2 separate regions of the Mus musculus genome follow, and region 2 is linked to region 1. Evidence: chromatin contacts called from public Hi-C data. All regions are on one chromosome and are shown on one strand. Each heading gives the region's core, a stretch centred on a gene start, on an enhancer-like site or on the middle of the called end of the contact. The rest is flanking DNA. Distances are from core to core; before and after follow the strand shown.

Region 1 (3,845 bases), core at 201-2,700:
ATTGGAACTGTAGGAAGGGGCCAAAGACCAAGGCAGGCCCTTCATCCTGAGAGTGTGACAAAGGATGTCACAGTAGAAACCAAGATTAGAGCTTGTCCCCGTAGAGAGGGGACAGAGCATTAACGTCAGTGTGGGGATGCCCAGGTGAGCCAGGTCATCAACAACAACAACAACAACTCTTGGGTCCCAGAACTGTAACAGATTTGAGTCTGGGAGCCTGGGATAAAGGGCCACAATTAAAGATTGCTAACAATCTGATCCACGTTGGTTCTAATCAAAGTCCAGCTGCTTCTGAGATGGGAACCGTAGAGATGTTTCGGGGAGATGTGTCTCTGTGAGTCTCTCGTGGTTTTTAACATGGTTCGGGGACTCTTTCTGCAGACATCTGACTGGTGAACAACCTTGGAAGAGAAAGCCAATGCTTTCCTTTGGAATGTGAGTCAAGCTTGCCTTCTGCCCACTATGAAAGGGTTGGGCTCCCTCGGGCAAAGGTTTCTTTTCTCTGCTCAAACCCATTTCCTGTGCAGGTGTTAACTGATGTACTGTACGATTTACACACACATACAAAATTTACTTCTTCCTCCCACATCTTTCTCAGAGGGATTGTCATGCTCACTACAAATACCAATGCACTTATATTGTTATAAATAATTATTATTATTAATACAAGCTTTCTAGCTCCTCAAAGTCAAGGCCCTCATCTCTGTCTCTTTGTCTCTGTCTCTGTCTCTCTCTCTCTCTGTCTTTCTCTCCCTCTGTGTGTGTCTGTGTGTGTGAGTGTGTGTGTGTGTGTGTGTGTGTGTGTGCATGTGTGTGTGTACACTGATTATTGTGAATGTTAGTGGGGTATACATATCCCACAGTGAATATGTAGAGATCAAGAGAACCTGAGGTGTCTATCTCTGCCTTCTACCTTATTGGAGACAATGCTCTTTTTGTTGTTTTCCCATGGTCTACAGTTGTCCAATCAGTTTCTAAGAATTCTCCTGTCTCTGCCTCCCAGCTCTCCACAGGGCTGCCGGAATTACACACGTGGGCTACTATGTCTGGTTTCTTGTGGGTTCTGAAGATTCAGACACGGGTTATTAGGTTATTATTCTTGCATGGCAAGCACTTTTGAACCATCTCTTAATCTATAGGAAAACATTTTCAAATATTCTGGGAAGAGACCAGGCACATAATTTATATACATCGACACCATTTAATAATCCTTCCTTCTTGGGTGTTATCTTTAGCTCTATGATCTGATTGTTCGTGTGTGTGTGTGTGAGGACAAGGGTCACCTCCCCCACCTCTTCTGGATCAGGTATCTATACTTAGCTCCTGAGCAGACCACAAAAGATCCCACAAATCTTTGTTAGTTGACTGTGTCTGGTGAATTGTATCTCGCTTGTCATTGTTCTGCATAACTATTACCGGGGAGGCTTCACGAAAAGTCAGTAGGGAAGAATGTGGCTTGCTTCAAATCAGTTTTACCGCTGCTTTGAAGAGGGCAGGCTAGAGAGAGGGCGGGCTGGTAAGAGCTGCCTGCAGAAAGGCAAGCCCACTGAATTTATCGGAGGCTGCCTGAGCAGTAAATGTGCTCATAGGACAACTGCCTTGAGTGTATTATGAAACACAAACTTAAGTATTAATATATGCAAAATGAACTGCAGACATTCATGTTATTTCTTCCCTCCAGTTCATCATGAGGAGCAGGCCATCTGGCCTCCCACAGGAACAGTTAGGTCAAGGCCCAGAAGCCACATCATCTCCCTGTTTTCGGGATCTCTGAGCCACAAAACATGTTATCTATTTCAAAAAGATGTTAATGGAGTCATAAGACCTAAGCTATTACAGTCAACAAGCAATACATCTAACGAGCAAAAACAAAGTCATGGGAGCCCAAATAAGGCTGGTGTTACAAATGGATGTTGTATTATTTAGGAAGCTATTTATTTCCTCTAAGATAATTGTTGTGTGGGATGAAGGGCAGTGCCTTGGCCTGAGCTTGTAGTCAGGCTACGATCCTCAGACTCGGGGTAAACTAAGGATGAAAAACTCTCTGTCAGATGATGGCAAAGGTCAGGGTGTCAGCTGCTGAGGCGTCAGTTCTGAGCCATGTTCTGCTGTCACTGCGGAGGTGATATTTCTTCCACAAGGCAAAATATGAGTCTTTTTTTTTCAAACCTGTAAATAAATGTTTACACCACAGAAGTGGCCCACGTGGAAGTACGTCAGTGTTAGACTCGAATGTGTCAGAGGAGGATCACAGAACCACCCTGCCCTCTGACCTCCCAGGTAACATCAAAACTGGTGAGACAAAATGAGGTGATTTCACACGTGTACCTGTTCCTGAAAGCAGCCGCCAAATGTTAACTATCTCCTCTCTTCCCAGCTCAACCATAAATGAAGGGTCAGAGCAGAGCCAGGTGTAAGCTGTAGAGAGCGGAGGTCCGTCATTGCAGGCAGCAGACACACGGGACACTCACTGGAAGATGGGGACTAATTGCTTTTAAAACACTCGTCCTGTGAAGAGTTCTGCCTTCGTTAGCAGGTCCTGGTCTTTCCAGCGGGTTCCTCTCGTCTCCAGGCAGATGGCACACAAGGTGGTCAGGAAACGAGATTCTTCTCTCCCTCTCAGTAGCCCATGGGGGATTTAAAAGCCATTGCATGCTGGGGCATGTGACTTCCACTATTGCTAGCTATGTGTGTGGCCACCTCCAAAGGACCGACTATATGGTCACTCCAGTATGGTTGGCCAGGTCCACCAGCCCACCCAGAACTGGAACCAGAGGCAATATTTCAAACATCCTTTATTAGTGAACATTGATGGCTTATTTTTTTAAAAGAAAATCAGAAACAACAGTGATCTTTTCACTGCAATACTTTATTGTGGCTGCTGTTTATGCCCAAGATGTGCAACTCTCAGCTTGGTGAAGTGCAAATTCCATCTCCAAAAATTAAGCACAATTATGCTGATGGCAGATATCATGCAGGTTGAGTCCAAATAGTTCTGAGATGCCAAGGCGAAAGGCCCCTTTCCCTCTCATCAGCGATGCCCGTCGTAAGAATTCAGTACTATAGCTCCCTTCCTCTTTGGTCCTGGGGTATTTTTGTTGCAAAGGATGGTGATAATAAGTGGTGTGGTGTGTGTGTGTGTGTGTGTGTGTGCGCGCGCGCGCGCGAGCAACATATCCATGTATGGGGGTGTGCATGAGTTGCAGGTGTGCATGCATGCATTTGTGTGTGCATACACTTGAGCACTCACCTAGAGGCCAGAGGGCAGCCTGCAGCATTATTACTCAAGTACTGTCATCCTTATTTTGAGACAGGCGTTCTTTGGCTGGTAGCGCACCTATTAGGCTGGGTTAGCCGCTCTGCCTGCCTCATTCCCCGGCACTACGGTTACATGTACACACCACTGTGCCTGGCATTTCATGTGGCTTCTAAGGATCAAACTAGGAAGATCAAGCTTGTGCGACCAGCACTTCACACACACACACACACACACACACACACACACCTGAACCGTCTGCCCAGCTCCCAATGCCCACCGCTATGTTTCATTTTCTTGTTTGGTTTTTACCTTGCTTCCCCCACTTGAGGAGACAGAGTTGGAGAAAATGCTCAGACCAAGCTTCTATCTCCCGTTTACCAGGAAGGAAACAAGGCAGAAGGGGTCAGCTCTTCTGGCCACGGATATTTGCAGACGTTGGAATAAGCCAGCCTCTTATAAGAACTTGAAAGCTTCAAATGTGTTTGGTAATGGGCTCTATCTGGAGACTTGCTGTACTGGCCACGCAAATGTTAGCTTTTTAATGACAGTTCTTGCTTCTTTTATTCTAGGGTCTTGGCATGCTCCA
Region 2 (4,035 bases), core at 763-3,262, 91 kb before region 1:
GCGGCCTAAGGATGGGAGGCTATGATTTGGGAGGGGGTGGTAATGGCCTCTTTTTCCAGGACAACCAAAGACTTAGAGCTGAAGACGCCCAGAAAGGTTCACACACAGCCCAGGGGCTCTCCCACTACTTGGAGGCAAAAAGTCAGAGCATCATTTTTTTTAAAATTGTCTTCCAACTCCATAGGGAATGGGGGCAGGGAGGGGGTAGCACACAAAGCATTATATTCTCATTTATCAAGGGACAGTGGAGTTTGAGACAGCTCCATGGCTCATGGAGTTGGTGGCAGTTTACCCCTCCCTCTAGTGTTCCCTTTTTGCTGACTTGTTTAAGGTTGCCTAGTTTCAACCAGATCAGAATGACACACAATCACACATGTGATCTTCACAGGAAACTGTGGCTGTGGACCTAACGAAGACGGCTTCCCCAGTTCACAGTCATGCAATCTGGAAGTGATAAACATTGGAAGCAAACTCAGTCTTGAGAAATGGGTCCCAGGGCTTACTCATCACCCCCTCCTTGGGGAAAGGCTTTGCAGAGATTTCTGAAGGATCAATGGATACACACCCACCAATTACTTTTAAATTTTCTCTTCCAACCAGCGAGCTGCATTTCTAAAGAGAAAGGCGCCTCGCTCTTCATCAGGCAAGCTGAATCCTGTCACTCTCCTCTGGCTTGTTTACGAGAGGAGAAAAAAAAAACCCACATCTGTGTTGAAATGAACCACACCTCCACAGACATTCGACCAAAATGCTAAGCTAATAAAAACAAAAGCAAACACAGCCGAGTGCCTTTGTTCTTTTTGCACTTAGCACGTGGGTTTGTAGTTATATAATATTTTACACAAAAGAAATAAGGTAAATATTCCCATATGACCACTGCCACACTAGAAAATTCCATGTCCACTTAGAAAAAAAAATCCTTTAATAGATTCTGAAAGATCTTTTTTTTTTTCCTAAGTTGGCTCCAGAATGCAGAAGCCTGGGTGGAAGCACAGAGCCATTCAGCAACCTTACAGGAATCCCCGAAGGCCCCCAGCCCCACCCTCTCCCCTCTGCCTCCTTCCTCCACCTCCACATCTGGCTAAGGATTCTGGAACCCACACATTCCACCAAATCAACCCCTCCCAAGGTTTATTTGAAACACCCTTTGCCTCTGTTTCCCTAACGGTTTTTCTTTAAACAAACCAATCCCCTCTTCCCTTCCTGTGAGAAGGGGGTGGAGGAAAACAAGAGAAAGAACGAAATACTTAAACAGACATCAACAGACAAGAGGGGGACAGACAGTAAATGCAATCGCAAAAATTAACTGAAACTCAGATATTTATCCACCGTCACCTAAAAGCGTAAAAGAGAAACAACAATAACCAACCCACAAAGCAGAACAAACTTTCTCCCCAGAGACTGCCTTTAACCTGCCTTCGCAGAGAGAAAAGAAAAGCCGGAGCGTTTTGGTAACATAGCATCCTTCTAGATTTCAGCTCAAAGTAATCTGAATGAAAACAGAAGATTTGGAAACATCTTCCAACCCTGCTAATTCATTTCGAAGGCACATAGAGTTCCTTCCATAAAGAATATTGCACTCAAGTTTGTTCCAAAGTCCCTTCTCGTTCCGTCCGTCTCCTCGGAGCAAGGATCCACATACCAGCAAGAGAATGTGGCCCCCACTGATATCCCAGATTCCTCCACTACTACGTTAAGCTAGAAGTCTCAAGGACTCCGTTCTTTGTGAGCCATAGAGGGATAGCAGAGGCAAGAAGAGAGGGGAGGGCTTCAAGGAGCCTAAGAGAGGAAAGAAAGGAGCGGGCTCTGCAGAGTTTCTCCAGTGTGGGGACAATCTTACCTGGAGTATCCAGTGAGAGAGGCAGATGCCCTGGGTGGTAGAGCAGGCTGCTGGTCTGGTCCTCTCTTCAGGAGATTTGCAACCACAGTGAGGGGAGGGACCTGACTCCCGAGGTTATAAGTTTCCTGGGCTGATGTGCTGGGGTGTGTGATGGGCGGTTTCTTTTCCCCGTGTTTTAAAGGAGTTTCTATGAATCAGTCTGGATTTAAAAAAAAAAAAACTTGGTGAGCTACGCCCTGCTAAGTTGGCAGCCGGTCAGATGTGGCTGGGAGTGAGCCATCAATTCAAAGAACCCTGTTGTAGCTCCCTCTGACTCAGACACACAGACCACAGTGGAAAAAGGAGTGACATTGCTTCAAATGAGTAAGAGGAGTCACACAAATAGATCTGTTTACCGAAGCCCAGTTCTACTACCCAGAAGGAGCCTCGGTTGTCAAGGACGTAGGGCAAAACACAGGTTAGGGTCAGGAGGAGGGGAGAGCTGGTAGATGCAGTTCCACGTTAATTAAAGTCCCGGCTAATCATCAAACAGGATTCCCCCGTTCTTCCTCCCCCACTGCACATAGCAGCAGCTGCTCATCACCAGGAATTATCAGACTCATTTCTCGTTGGCTTCCCTGCCTGACCCTTGTGCCCCTGACCTGTAGGCGGCAGTGGGATGAGACCCATGGAGTAGAAAGGCACCCAGCAAGCTCCAAATGTTGAGGCACTGATTGACAGCACATAATCCTGGGCCTTTAGTTAAACTCTCACCCCTATGGATTGTAGGCATTGCAGGAGGAAGTCTTCGAATTAAGGACTTTGCACTCTGATCTTCATGTGATAATCATTGGACCTTGCTCCACAGTTGGCTTTTGTGAAGACAGCCAGGGACCCAATCACAGCTTCTTCCCTGAACCACTCACTCCCCACTTAGTCTCAGAGTTGGGGGGGGGGTGCTACAGAGTTGTCCAATCCCGCAGCCCTGGTCACCTCCCTAAAGAGGTTCAGGTCCTCACTGCCTACATTTAACCCCAGCTCTCCTTAGCTGCAATGTGACTTTGGGCAAGCGCCCTCTCTTTCTGCCTTCTTGTATATAATGGGGATGGTAGGCACCTAGCTCACACAGATGGCAAGAATTACATGTATCAAACAGGTTTGGTGGGTCGTGCCTGCGATCTCAACATTTGAAAAGCTGAGGCAGGAGGATTGCTCTTAGTCCAGGGTCATCTTGGGCTACATGGTGAGTTCCAAGTCAGCGTGGGCTACTGAGTGAGACACTATTGAGAGAGAGAGAGAGAGAGAGAGAGAGAGAGAGAGAGAGAGAGAGAGAGAGAGTTGGTAGGTAGTTGAAGGGATAGCATAAGTTCAAGGAGAACTAGAAGCTATCCTGGGGTACATAAGTGATAGATGGATAGATAATAGAGATAGATAGATAGATAGGTAGATAGATAGATAGATAGATAGATAGATAGATAGATTATAGATTGATGATAGATGATAATAGATGATTGATAGATGATAGATAATAGATAGATACAATAGATTATAGGTAGATGATAGAGAGATAGATGATAGATAAATGATAGATAGATAGATAGATAGATAGATAGATAGAGAGAGAGAGAGAGAGAGAGAGAGAGATAGATAGATAGATAGATAGATAGATAGATAGATAGATAGATAGATAGATAGTAATGACTAACAAGAGCCTGTAAGGTTGTGGCCAATAGTCATTCGATATTAGCTGCAGTGATATTTCCCTGAGGACATTGTTAAATCGGACAAGAGACCTCTCAGAGAAGATACAGAGAGTCGCTGCGGCTGCCAAACCCCAGCAACTGGGGTTGCTGTTCTCTTCCAGGCCAGTGCAGGCCTCGTGATATTATTTAGTCATTGATCAGAACCCTATTTACTGTACAGCAACCTTCTCTGGGCCCTGCTAAAACTGGGTCAGAGTAGACTGGACCTCACCCTCTAGGAATTTAAATTCCACAGAAAGACAGAAAGGGGTGGGAGGCTCGAAGTCCAACGGAGCGCTGATGAAGTTAGGTAGTAAAGACTGTAAGTAAATTTCAGTGATGCATGGTCATGGGTCTGTATTTCTCCAAATCTTATAGAGAAGAGGATATTTTTAAAGCAGATGATTGAGGAAAACACACACACACACACACACACACACACCTGATTTGATCCTTCCTCTTCACGGGTCCTGA

What was found. A called contact is a pair of places that touch in the nucleus more often than the background predicts.
Region 2: a contact with region 1 is called in a Hi-C map of uterus, with 1.4 times the contacts expected there. The contact joins the promoter of Emp1 here to the enhancer-like site in region 1. A contact is called at or near these places in 2 of 39 promoter capture datasets (the HPC-7 cell line and macrophages), 7 of 15 datasets of contacts at CTCF or cohesin (CD8 T cells, the NIH/3T3 cell line, embryonic stem cells and 2 more), 18 of 484 Hi-C or Micro-C datasets (the HL-1 cell line, adipose-derived mesenchymal stem cells, bone marrow-derived macrophages and 10 more), 24 of 115 datasets of contacts at active chromatin or transcription factors (the 230-238 cell line, CD8 T cells, DN3 thymocytes and 16 more) and 3 of 9 other capture datasets (adipose tissue, liver and pancreatic islet).

The regions. Positions count from the first base shown.
Region 1 is chr6:135,269,901-135,273,745 of GRCm38.p6, reverse strand. No RefSeq gene overlaps it. Among named protein-coding and RNA genes, the nearest start is that of Gm36640, 7.7 kb to the left of the region's middle. Within about 2 kb of position 1,450, at least 13 of the 459 cell types and tissues checked have an H3K27ac peak or open chromatin away from gene starts, as enhancers often do. A contact at or near this core is called in uterus, where this site is marked.
Region 2 is chr6:135,360,908-135,364,942 of GRCm38.p6, reverse strand. Emp1 (epithelial membrane protein 1) reads right to left here and starts at 2,012. Exons shown (of 5, transcript NM_010128.4): 1 at 1,841-2,012.